Linked DNA regions of Mus musculus: region 1 is linked to region 2. Evidence: chromatin contacts called from public HiChIP or PLAC-seq data. All regions are on one chromosome and are shown on one strand. Each heading gives the region's core, a stretch centred on a gene start, on an enhancer-like site or on the middle of the called end of the contact. The rest is flanking DNA. Distances are from core to core; before and after follow the strand shown. Region 1 has its middle 12 kb from the start of Gm41062. Region 2 has its middle 17 kb from the start of Gm15322.

Region 1 (6,545 bases), core at 1,346-3,845, 130 kb after region 2:
CCCAATGCTGGGATCCAGACCTGTGATACAGTCTGGACTCTCATCTGTTGACTCTACACTGCAGGCGAGAGGCCTGAGCTCAACAACCCTGAATTAATGATATGCCTTGCCTTCACTTGGAGGGAAGCCCTGCTCCTGCCCCAGGAAGACTGACCAATGATGCTGATGCTCCTTTATACTTTCCTGTGTAGGAAAACCTCCCAGATTCATACTGATGAGTCTTCCATCTCCGTGGCTTTCATGACTCCTGGCCAAAGTCTGGAGTACAGGTGTTTTATGACTCATCGATAAGTTCATATGAAAATGTAACATCCTGTTGTCCATGGTTCTGCACACTCTAGCCACTGCCCCTCCTGAGCTAACATGGGACACTGGTCACACTTTTCCTCCTCACCATTTCTTCCCTTCTCAATTCTGGAGAGTCTCATTCTTTCTTAGCACCTTTCAAGGCATTCTTCTGCTTAGGTCACACCCTTTTCCCATCCCTTCCCTTCCCTTCCCTTCCCTTCCCTTCCCTTCCCTTCCCTTCCCTTCCCTTCCCTTCCCTTCCCTTCCCTTCCCTTTTCCCTTCCCTTCCCTTTTCCCTTTTCCCTTCCCTTCCTTCCCTTCCCTTCCCTTCCCTTCCCCCTTTTCCCTTCCCTTCCCTTCCCTTCCCTTCCCTTCCCTTCCCTTCCCCCTTCCCTTCCCCCTTCCCTTCTCCCTTCCCTTCTCCCTTCCCTTCCCCCTTCCCTTCCCCCTTCCCTTCTCCCTTCCCTTCCCCCTTCCCTTCCCCCTTCCCCCTTCCCTTCCCCCTTCCCCCTTCCCCCTTCCCTTCCCCCTTCCCCCTTCCCTTCCCCCTTCCCCCTTCCCTTCCCCCTTCCCCCTTCCCCCTTCCCTATAGCTCAGTCTGGATACCAGCTCCCCAGAGAAGCCTTCTTTGATGCACCTACCTGCAGCAGACCCCCAAATTCATCACCTTTTCTGTCCTCTCTACTCTCTGAGCCCACCCCGTTCCTCCAGCCATTGCAGTAACAGCAGCCTTGTCCTGGTGTCCCGTGAGAGCACCTGGCCTCATGTGCTCAATTCCTGCTTCAGGCTTTCTCTGATGACACAGAGGAGCTGTGCCTGTAAGCCTGGGAATGGGAAATTAACCCACGGGCCAGTGGGAGCTAAAGGATCTATATCATACATTTCCAGGGGGCATTTTGGAGGTGAATTCTACATGGCTTCTTGGTGTCCAAGCAGAAATATCCCTAGGACCCACAGCATTGTCCTTAAGTGGCACAATAAGTCTTAAACGATTCTTACTGTTAGCATTTCTTCTTTATTTGCTTGCCTCTTCCTGACTGTTGTCTTTTGGATCAGCTTACAAAATAAACTACCTGCGTGCAATCCATTGCCAGCCTCCCATGAGAATTTAGGCTCAAAGCAACTTCCTCCTTTATTTAATGTCACAAGATCTCCATTTCTATGTTAGCATTTGCTGAAGCTTATATTAATTCTATTTATTTCTAGGATTCTATTATATTTGTATTCCATCCAGACTGGAATGTAAACATCAGGAGCGGGAATCTCGTCTATTTTTCAACTGCATGCTCAACACCTAGGGTGCAGTTTTGACAGGCATGCTATTACTAAATATATATTAATGGATGAATACATTTTAAAAACATGGTTCAAGAACAGCACTTGTATCTTAGGCACTGAGAAGCCTCACGGCATACAGGTTCAAAGCAAATGATTTGGATTCAGTCTTTCTTCTCAATTCCCAATTTTGCTACCTACAGCACCCACTTCCCATACACAGGTTTCCACACCAGACTGGGTGCCTACCTGCCATTTATGAAGTGGGACTAATAAGAGCATCTGGAACATGGGATTGTAACTATGCTTTAGAAAGCTACCTGTCAAGCACTTGGGACAGTGCCTGGGATATGATGACCACCCAGGACATCCTAGTGCTTTCGTCACTCTCCCCCTTTCTGGGGCCATTTAACTGAGTTCAGATTTGAATAGATATATTTTAACACAACATTTACCATTCATTTTAGATCTTCCAAACATGCCATTCTTGTCAACATCCCTCCCAGGAATCCCTCAGTTAAATAGCATTGGGGAAATGATACAGATGGTTTAAGTGTGTGCTACATTGAACGTCTTGCATGATTTCATTCCCAAGAAGTTTAGTGGAAATGTATTTGAATTCATCAAAAAGTAGGCACAACCAATGTTAATGAACAACGTATTTGTTTTCTTCTTCTTCTTCTTCTTCTTCTTCTTCTTCTTCTTCTTCTTCTTCTTCTTCTTCTTCTTCCTCCTCCTCCTCCTCCTCCTCCTCCTCCTCCTCTTCCTCTTCTAACTCTCCTCCTTCCCCTCCTCCCCCCTCCTCCTCTTCCTCTCCTCCTCCTCCTCTTCTTCTTCTTCCTCTCCTTCTCCTCCTCCTCCCCCTCCTCCTCTCCCTCCTCCTCCCCCTTTCATCCTCTTCCTTCTCTTTTTCCTATGTCTTTTCAAGGCTCTATTATTCCCATGCATTGCATTTTAAAGACATACACTGGGCATACTACTTTATGCTCTGAAGTCCTTTTGGAGGGGTTTGTAATAACTACTGACTCAACAACTAAATGCTATTTTAGGAAGTGTTACTGGGGAACTGGAGAGATGGCTTAGTGGCTAAGAGCACTGGCTGCTCTTTCAAAGGACCTGGTTTGGTTCCTAGAACCTACATGGCAGCTCACAACCATCCATAACTACCAGTTCCTGAGGATCCGATGTCCTCTTCTGTCTTCCAAGGGCATCAGGCACACATGTGGTATACAGACATTAATGCAGGTAGAACACCCATGGGTATAAATTGTTTCTTAAAACAGTTACTTTAAGTAAATACAAGTGGGTGGGGCGGTCTTGGCAATGTACTTGCAGTACAGAGGACTTAAGTTCAGATCCCAGCACTCACCTAAAAATCTGGTCATGGTGGCAACTGTAATTCTGAGCCCGAGAAAGCAGGAACAGAAAGATCCTTGGGGCTCGCTGCCCAGCCGATGAGCTCCAGGTCAGTGAGACATGCTGGGTCTAAAAAGAACCTGGCCAGGTGACTTGAGGACACCTGATTTTGACCCAGCTCATATACATAGGAAACCCTTGCACATATGCATGCATGCATGTACACACACACACACACACACACACACACACACACATACACACACACACAGAAATGCTATTGGAGTGAAGGTTGAGAATAGACACCACTGGGTTGGAGAAATGGCTCAGCCGTTAAAGGCTAGGCTTGCAACCCAAAATATAAGAGAATAGACACCACTCATGCCATAAATGGATATCAATGACTGGGCATACAGCTGCCTTTTTCCTTGCCCAACTAGGACGCAAACTCTCCAGGTAGGAGGACTTCCTGCCTGGTCAGTTCTGTCTTTCTGTACATCACTCTGACAAGGGACTCTGTGCCTGTTTCATCTCTAAGGAGTGTTTCTGTCTTAGGTCTGTCAAAGTTCCTCTGCTGTAGAGACACCCCAGAGAGGAGAACCCAGTGAGAGTCTTTGGTCTTGGTTCACAGGCTAACCTTCTGGTGACTTTTAGAAGCAACTCTTAAATCCATCTGACTCAAGTGAAGGGAGAAAACAGAATTTGGGTTTTGTCCTGTTCAAAAGTTCAATACAAGACAAAGGAGATCATGTTGCCCGTGGGAGGCAGTGATGCCGATACCTGGATGTTATTCTTGGGCTACAGAAGGGAAGGGAAGGGAGGCAGAGCTGGGATTTTCTGTCCCTGTTCTTTGAGCTCCCCATTTGTACAACTGCTCACCCACTCCTCTCCTGACTCCTTCACTTTCCCTTCTGACGAATCCCCATATGTATCTGAGCCAATGCAGGCGGCCAGGTCCTGTGGGTCAGGCCTGGGTAAGGCAGGGGGCTGGACGCATGACTCTGGGAGACAAGTGTCGGGGATCAAGAGCTTGGAAGCCTTAGGAGTTTCCTTCTAGAACAGAGCTGTGGTGCATCAGAACAAAGCAAGAATTCTAACCCAGGGGAAGTGTGGAGAGGTGAAGACAGGAACAGGCTGCGGATCCTGTGAGCTCTTCTTTGAGGGTGTATCTTTAAGTGTGGACATGTGGCCTCAATAGTTTTCATTTCCCTTTGGAAGCTGCTGAGTCTATAGGAGCTGACTGAGGCCTTTTCTTTATGTAATGTAGTTCTACCAACATCTTAGCATCATATGGTCCAGACACACACACACACACACACACACACACACACACACACACACACAGAGTCAGCAAGGAAGCTGTATGGTGGCATTAGCTATTTTTGTGCTATTATTTTTCAAGCATATTAAAGTGATATTTAATCCTACTCTGTCTTGCTTTGCTCCTTCAGGCTGGACTTAGCCTAACTTCTGTGCAGGGGAGGGAGATCTACAAATGACAGGAAGATTTATTTATTTATTTATTTATTTATTTATTTATTTATGAATCCTGTGTGCATGCATTAATGCAAAAACAATATTGGGCTTAACTAACAGGCTACTTATTCAAAAGTTCCTCTAAACTGCCCTGTGGCCATTTTGTTTAGTTATGTCCTCTGGTTTCTTGCCTCATTGCCATGCCTGTCCCTATTGCAGCTGGAAAGAGAGTTTTAAGAACACCTCGAGGTGTTTTCAGATGGAGCCAGTAAACAGCTTTAGCCGACACCTCCAGTGAGTCTCGGGGACACAAGCCAGCACAAACAGGGAGTGGGACGCTTTGCTGATCGCTCTGGGCACTGAGACCTCACGACTGGTCGGATGAGGCAGACTGCAAATCAAGCAGGGACATGCTGAGGGGCCAGGGAGGGTTCAGTCCTGTTGCTTCTTGTAGGAGCTCCCTTCACACAGAGAACAAATGCTAGAGGAGGTTGAGCCCTCTTTTTGTCAAAGCCAGGGAGGAGGAAGCTTGCCATGGCCAAGGTAGGCTGGGGTCCAGAGATACTGACTCAGCACCGCCAGGCTGCAGTCTCAGACAGCAGCAGCATTGGCTGTGCACTTACACCCTCGGCTGGGTTTGGTGTCAGGAGCTCTAACAGGCACTCCAGTGTGATCCAGTGTGTTCATTCACATGTGGATTACACCACTGAGATCAGAGTCTAAAGAACAGTGTCTTCAGTAAGAGTGTTTGTCAGTACTTTCTACTGTTGAGCCCACGGTGCCTGGTTCCAACCAATACTCTTCAGTTAAATGAGAAATGAAGTTCTTCTACAGCTACCCGGTCATCCTTAAAAAGTTACAGATGAAGTACTCAAACAGTGACTAGACCAACATTGGGACACAATAAAAGAGGCTAGGCCCAGCCACATCCCTTACTATCCCACAGTTCTGTAGATTCCCGATGGCTTTCTATGGGAAGAAATCTGCTTTTGTGCTGGTCTGGCCCTCCTAGAGGAACGAACACCTTGCATGCAGGGCTGGTCACAAGTTAATAGACAACAAGACAACCCGCAACTAGAGCAAGATTTGACATACAAATGCCTTCCTTACCTGTCTTGTCTCTTGGGTGGGACACTCAGACACATGTTCAAATATCACCCCTTAGGAATCCTCATTTTCCAGGTTCGTTTCTCTGACTTTCCTGATATTCTGGGACCCCCATCCCTACATGATGTATATTTAGTATCTGTTTCCGGTAAGTCTGAGCTAAGACACTGTGACCCTTGCTGAACTCTTCTTTGACCATGAAGACGTTAGTGTGCTCTCTGGATGGTCCTGCCTACCCCAACCCTTCCTCTGCCATGCACTGGTCCTTTTCAGTGCCTTTTTCCACCTCCACAAGAGCATGCACAGAGATGGGTCACACATGCCTGCTCCCCTCATAACTGTCCTGTGCTCATGCGCACACACACACTATGTACAGAGACCCAAGAAAGCCAAGCCACAGAGATATGGGATGTTATAGAAAGAATCTCTGATGTGTGTGAGACTTACTACTCTGTTCGACTTCCTTTAGACTTGCTCTGGCTCCCTGTGTGGAATAACGCTCAGAGGTTCTAACTGCTCGTAAAATCAGAGCTAAGCGGTGAGACCCAAGCACAGAGCTCTGTATCCTGTTGTGTAGGATCAGTATTCTCTTTCCACTTCCTCCCCAAGCAGCAAGAGGATGGAAGTGTTTTTCACGAAGACAGGAAATATCTTCCCTACTGCTTTGTGAACTGGGTGGAGTTATCTTAAGCGAGAAGAGCCATTGGGCGAGGAGAGATGTGTGGGTTGGATTTGCAATGAGCAATTAACAATAGTGTTCCGTGGCCACACCCTGCAATTTCACAAAAGGGGAAGAAAAAAACCAACTTGGCAAAATAAATCTGTACTGCCTTCTTTAAATGTGCCCTCCACTGTTACCTTCTGTAACGTGTGCTATCGTTTCTCTGCTGTAGTCACACAGGATTATGTGCCAAGAAGCAGAAAGCCTTTCCTTGGCTGGCTTTCAGCATGCACCAATTTCAGTCATGACAGTTGAGTTATTAAACAGAAGCAACACAGTTTGAATGTCAATCAGTGTGGGCTTGGAACTGAGTTACTTGTAA
Region 2 (6,968 bases), core at 2,422-4,921:
CTTTTAGGTATGATAGTTGGAGAAGCAACTTTTCAAAATTCTTGTGTTGCCCTGATCTGAGTCCTGAGGCAACTGAACGGAGCCATCACCACATACTAATTAATGACTCCCCTGGCAGCTCTCATTTGTCCAGACAGAAAGGAGGCTGCCCACACACTTTTCCCTGGAAAATGACAACTCTGCACTAGTTCATCCCCCACTCTCAAGGGGCAGGCGTGGCCTTGTACTGACCTCTCCATGTAGGCTTTTAAAAATACACAGATGCAGAAGGGCTCTGGTCTGTCTGTCTGTCAGACTCTCCGGTCACCTGACACTTTTATACAGCTCTACCCAACACCCACTGAATCTTAGATTCACTACTTGTAAAGCGGACATGGTGGCTGCACATAGAACTGCTGGGATTCATTCCCAGAGCAGAAGCTATGGTATTGGCTGTAGTGGGAGGATTATCGGACCACTGACATACAGACAGGGCCCGTAGGTTCTGAAATTTCCTCCTGTTTAATTCCGATCCTAAGAATGCACTTTGGCTGCTCTTCTGTGCATGCTTGCATAGACTTTCCTTTGTCAACTCCTTTCTTTGCTAGAGTACAGCATCTTATTTCATTTAAGAAAGAAAGATACTATGCATACCCTTAATGCATTACAGAAGCTATGGCCTGAGAACACTTAGTAAATAAAAACTTACGTCAGGACAACTCTTGGTGAAGTTAACAAAGATCATAAGAAAAGAAAGGATGCAATGGAGAGAGAGAGAGAGAGAGAGAGAGAGAGAGAGAGAGAGAGAGAGAGAGAGAGAGGAGGGAGAGAGAGAGAGAGAGAAAGAGAGAGAGAGAGAGAGAGAGGGACAGGGTATGCTCAATAGTAGAACAGTTTGCCATTACTTAATTTCTTCTCTCATCTTCATAAATTTCAATCCACAAATACAACTGGCCCACTGTTGTGAACAGTCATTTTCCAGAAGAGGAAACAGATACAAGACCCATGAGAATAATTGAAATCTAGTCTGGATAAACTTAAAACAAAAAACCTACAATGACATCTATATATAGATCAGACGAATAAAAAATTAAAAGGTAGCAAATATCAATTATTGAGAGTAATATGGAGCAGTGGAAGGTCAAAAATTGCCTTGAGGAATGGTTCGATCACTGTGCAAAACAATCTGGCATCAACTAGTAAGACTGAATGTATGCATACAATATGGCCTAGAAATTTTTCTCCTATGTATCCCAGAGAAAGTTCTATTAAAAAATCATTCAAAAAACATGTTCATAGAAACATTACTCTCGTGAGTGAAAATCTATATGTAATCCTAATAGCTATCAACAGCTGGATCCGAAAAGGTCAAGGGCACACACACTACTGTGTGCACACACACTACTGTGTGCACACACACTACTGCAAACAGTGACCATGAGTGAGGGTTCTGTATTTCGTCTCTCACTCCAGCTATCTATCTATCCACACACATCTGAACATCTCTATGTGCACACACATGAATGGTGAATGATCTAGAACCAGAAAAGGAAATTACCGAGCCAAAGACCCAAGGTGCATTCAAACTGATATGACCATAGATTGGAAGCACAGAGAAAAAAACATACTGAATGACTCAAACTTGAAAAAGATGTTAGAGACAAGACAAAGGAAATGGCATGTCTGGAGAATAAGGACCACTTAACATTGTGCTTTTAAAAACAAGAGAATGCTTAGTGGATGTCTTCTGCAGGCATGAAAGTGACAGATCAAAAAGGCTCATGTAAGGCCCTCTGCAGGAGTCAGAGCAGTGGAGGGATGCAGGGATGTCGTTCTGCAATTCTTGAGATAGGGCATGCTTAGTATGCATGATTTAAAAATAATAAACATTTTTAAAAGTTAGACTAAAAAGTATAATAAATATGGCTACAATAATATTTTACTACAGATATTGACAAAATAAGCATGCATTACTAGAAAACGAAGGGTGAGATTAGCTGGAACAAGTGAATCTTAGTTCAAATGTGGGCTCAGGGAATTGGTTGGAGAAGCCCAGCGTACATCAAGAGAAACGATTTGGTAAGAGTATTTGTTAAAGCACAGCATTCATCCTGGCTCAAATATAAAGCTGAAATAATTGTAGGGAGCACAGAGAGAATTTTAAAACAGATTCCAGGGCCTCGAGACAGACACACAGGCACATAGACATCTTGACACGAAGTATCAGCAGCTCGCACTCATGTTGTCTTTACAACTAGGAACACTGCTGTTGAGCTCATTTTAACTCCTGATAGGTCAATGATTTCAACATAAAGCAAAATTATAATTATACAACTGCCAGTACTTAAACAACAGCTCCTTCAGGGTGCTTGACTTCTGCAGCAGCCCATGATCACTCCACTGTGGGCTTCCTTCCACAGCAGTGTAATACCTTTTCCCATCATTCATTCCTAATAGGAGGTCTGGGTTCAAATTCATTCCCCACTGGTGGTAGGTAGCTTGATTGATAGATAAAATACAGAACACTCACTCGTTTTCACTGTTTGCAGCATTGTATGTGGTCCAGCTGTTGGTGGCTATTAGGATTTCATACAGATTTTTCATTAATGAGAATGATGTCTCTACGACCATGCTTTATAGCTCATTGAAAGCTTGGTCCTAGTCTATCGTATCCACTATTTATCTAGCAAGAGAGTACCTGACACAAAAGAGGTGCCCAATAATGAGTATTTGTAAAGTTCAAACACTTATGGTCAAATAAATGGGTATAGACTTGGCATGAAGTAGGTCTTTGAAATAAATATTGTAAAAGAGAAACCATAGAATCAAATAATGGAAACTACTGACTACACCACAACAAACAAAAAAACTGAATGGCAGAGGAGAGGCAAAGTGGCAACAAGAGGAAAAATGTGTGAAAATGTCCAGCAAACTGTACAAGACCTGTGCAAGATCAAGCCAGTCAGCATTCTAGCTTGGAGAGAGGGCGGGGCTTATGATTCCCTGCCTCTAACTGAGGAACTATCAAGTTATGGTTTCTGAGAAATGAAGAGTCAGTTTTCTTTAAAAGTGTGGTCGCTGTGCTCTGGTGGGTGACCCTGTAACAAGAGAATATAGGTAGCATGTGCAAATCAAGCTTAGTGATATAGATATAGATATAGATATAGATGATAAAGCTATAGATATGGACATATAGGTACATAAATTCATAGGTATATAGATATATAGATTCATAGGTATATAGATACATAGATTTATAGGTATATATATCTATATAGCTATATAGGTGTATACATATGCATATAGATTATCACACATACATACATTTGTGTATATGTATATACATGTATATTATATATGTGTGTGTATATGTATATATATATGTGTATATATATGTGTGTATGTATGTGTGTATTCTATATGTGTAAATTCTTAAAATGAACAAAATATATTTAAAACATCCAGTAAAGAGTTACTGTCCCTCATTGACAGGTGGCTCTTATAAATCTATGACAAAAAGATGACCAAAGACTGTGCTTGTTAGCCCCACACATGCTCCTCATCTCCACAGTCTTGTTTGCAGCGTTGTCTGGGTTTGGATGGGTAGCTCTTGCTCAGCATCCGTACGCAGTTGCAGGCTGTTATTAATGAGGGTGCGCACTCGCTGGGAAGGCTTCCGTCACCGCCCGCCCGCCTGCAGCTGCTTCCGGCTGCTCACTGCAAGCTGCTGTGGTTTTACTGAACTTCGAGTCTCACCCAGCAGAGAGACAAGGTCCCGGCAGAAGCACTCCGCCAGGCAGAGTTTCAAAGGGACCCGCCGGACCGTGTGCAGCTAAGAAGGCGGCTCAGAAGTCACAGACACACTCCTGTCATCGTCGTTGTCCAGTTAAGCGTACGGTTCAGATCCAAGGAGAGACTCAAATGCTCCTTCCTCAATGCAGAGACAGCATATGCAGCCCAGAAAGGAACAGCATGGGTGGCAGCGGCCATCTTTGTAGGCTACCCTCTCTCCCACCCACTGCTTGCTTTCTGTGCTGTGCAGGAAACACAATTCAGATTTCACCTTCCAAGAAGGCCCGACTTTTTTTTTTTTTTTAAATACATTTACTAAAACCCATTTGGTGCTCAGTGGCTAATGTGCTTTCTTTTAAAGTCAGACGTATTTCTTTCAAAACCAGCTTGTTTCTGGCGATCTGTAGAGATTTGCCGTTTCAAAATGAGTGACCTTGACGCACACCTCCAGGCTCAGCCGTAAGACATGGTGCACAGGGTACTTTCCCTCCATCTTTGAATTGGACCCTGCGGTTACTGAGTTATGGGAAATAGTGCCATGATTGCTTGCCGTGTGTGTGTGCATGATCGTGTGTATGTGTGCTCACATGCTAGGGAGCCAGGTGCCACTGGGTTTTGGATTAGGAAGCTGGCTTTGCATCTATTTGAATGCTTGAGCAGCCCAAAGGGTTCTTGTGCACAAGCCCTGCCTTGGCTAACTCCTGTTATTATCTTGCTATGGAAGGTCATGCCAACTGCTTAATTACACGGAAAGTTATGAAACAGCCCAGGCAGCAGAACACTGATCAGCTGTGGACTCCTAAAGGAAAATAAACCCTTCTTGCAGCCAGGATGGCTGCGAGCCACCAGGCGTGTCTGTCCGTCCATGCCTGCATGTATAGCTCCCTTGTATAAAAGGGGTGCCCATGGCTGGGCAAAGTCCTGGATTCACCTTTCTAACAGGGTTATGGGTCATAACACAATAGAACCATTTTAATCAGAGCGAGATTATATCTGAGCACTTCTAGTCCGACTTTTCCTTTCATTGAATGTAAACAATTAAACCTCTCTTGGAAGCTTTCCTGTTCACTCCACAGCACGCCGCAAAATAGCCATGCCGAGCACTGAGACGGGCATTATTAAAGAGAGCCAGCTGCTGCAGTTTCAGGCCCATCTGACTTACCTGCCCTTCAGCCATCACCTCCGAGGGGAAACTGAGTTTATGGAGGAGCGGGCTCTTCCGGTTTAGTCTGTCAGGTGCCTGCCAGGCTTGGCTTCATTCTCACCTTAAAAGCACTCAGATTTTGGATTTTTACACATTGCTTTGTTTTATCTGCCTTCATGGAGAAGACGCCAAAAGAGGCCTTTGTGGTAATTAGAGGCTGAGGGGAAAGCAGACTTCTCGAGAAAGAGAAGGCATTTCTGTGCTGAAGAGCCCTTTTCACCGGAGCAAGCAGGATCCTCTCTACTTCTACAGGAAGCAGCTTGCCCACTGCAGAGGGGTGGGGTTCCCTCGGATTTCTCTGAAAGCATTTGGAGAAGGAAAAAGCCAGGCTCCAATGCCAAAAGACAACTTTAACCCTCCACTCGCAGAGCCCAAGGTCAACCAAAGGTCACAAGAGTACTGCTGAAATCCGAAATCCGCGGGCTGGGGAGCTCCCTCGGGGCTGCCTCTGATGCTGCAGGAATCGATAGCTGAGATCCACTCCCTAAAGGGCTCACTTGTTGGCCTGTGACGGATGAAGTGGTTCGAGGTGCCCATTAGGGTGCAGAGTAGACACTGATATAGACTTGAGCTCCCACGGCTGCCCCGCCCCTTCTTGAAACCTAATTTAGACCATATCAGAGTTTTCATAAAGACATTCCTGATACCATTGTGCTGTAAATCCTGTCTGATCCGACCTTCAAATACTTATGCAAACTGAAATATGTCTGGAAAGAAGTCAAAACAAAACAAATATGCCACACCATCTCTTTGCAGCAGGCCCCTCCCTCCTCATTTACATTTCAGCTCAGACCTCTCCAACCGGCTCCCAACTGTTTAGGCCAGTTAATTAGTTATAATTGCAGCGATTGTTTCTCTGAATGCACTGATGGCCTTATGTCTGAAAGCCAGCTTAGCCCGGTTTCCAGCATGTGTGAACTGCGTTGGTAGCATTATTTTGTAAAAACTCATTACAGATAAGTGCAGTTAGTTTAGTCTCCATCAAGACCGGCCGTAGCAATAATTCGCTTTCTTCAAACATCTACAGGTTGTTGTGTTCCAGGAGCTGTGACCTCAGCCTCTGCCTTCGCTCTGTCATTTCAGTGGGCTGTTTCCCCGCGGGAGCATTTTGGGTGAAGCGCTCTTAGTTTCGGATGCAGTGTGTTAATGATAATTTACGTCACTGGCAAGTTGTAGCAACATTGAGATCTCGTGGTCTATCTTTTGGCTCATAACACCATGTAATTAGAGAGAGTGGAAACTGGGAGAGTAAAGTGACTGTGTGCTCATATTACAGTCCTGAAACCAAAGGGAAGAGAAGAGGAAGTGGCTGTTTCTGACGAGGATGGGCCTCTCTTTTACTCCCACAAAGGAACGTCACAATCTTCCAGATTTAAAGGGGGAAATAAATGGTCATAAGGTTTGCCTGGTTGTATTATTAATCCATTCATCTAACATGTAGTGAACACTGACAGAGAGGTATGTTTAGAGAGGTAATAGTGTTCTTGTATGTTGTAGGGTTTGCATTCAAATATCACACTTCATTAAGGGGATTTATTCAGTCTTGTGAGGTAGGCAGGGTATGTATCCATTAGTTCACCCATTGGATGAGGAAATGGGAGCTTGCAAAGGTTAATCGACTCACTGGCCTGGGTCCCAAAGCTGGCGAGAGCCTCGGTTAGGAATCAAGGATTTGACTCTATATTTCATCAGTCTCCCTTCCATCTTAAAGACTGAAGAGTGAGGAAGCAAGACACATAAAAAGATTCCGGTAGAAACAAGATGGCGGCCATAGTTGCATCTCACGGATCTAGTGAGACCTGCACGCACCAGGACTGGATATTCTGGTAAGTGAGAAATGCAAACAAATAAGGGGGTGTTGGTGATAATAGGAGTTCCTCAAGACAAGGGCCCAAGATCTTTGCCTATGAGGTGTTCCTCGTGTCTGCTACATCCTTACTTACCAAGCACCTGTTAGTATCCTGAAACAGGCAGGGGAGCAGACTGGGCTGTC

What was found. HiChIP or PLAC-seq counts read pairs in DNA pulled down with a chosen protein or histone mark.
Region 1: an H3K4me3 HiChIP or PLAC-seq map of bone marrow-derived macrophages shows a contact between it and region 2, with 4 times the contacts expected there. The contact joins two enhancer-like sites. A contact is called at or near these places in 3 of 484 Hi-C or Micro-C datasets (nephron progenitors and uterus), 3 of 115 datasets of contacts at active chromatin or transcription factors (bone marrow-derived macrophages, double positive thymocytes and pancreatic cancer cells) and 1 of 9 other capture datasets (embryonic stem cells).

Annotation. Positions count from the first base shown.
Region 1 is chr13:112,110,051-112,116,595 of GRCm38.p6, forward strand. No RefSeq gene overlaps it. Among named protein-coding and RNA genes, the nearest start is that of Gm41062, 12 kb to the left of the region's middle. Within about 2 kb of position 2,596, at least 3 of the 459 cell types and tissues checked have an H3K27ac peak or open chromatin away from gene starts, as enhancers often do. A contact at or near this core is called in bone marrow-derived macrophages, where this site is marked.
Region 2 is chr13:111,974,245-111,981,212 of GRCm38.p6, forward strand. No RefSeq gene overlaps it. Among named protein-coding and RNA genes, the nearest start is that of Gm15322, 17 kb to the right of the region's middle. Within about 2 kb of position 3,672, at least 92 of the 459 cell types and tissues checked have an H3K27ac peak or open chromatin away from gene starts, as enhancers often do. A contact at or near this core is called in bone marrow-derived macrophages, where this site is marked.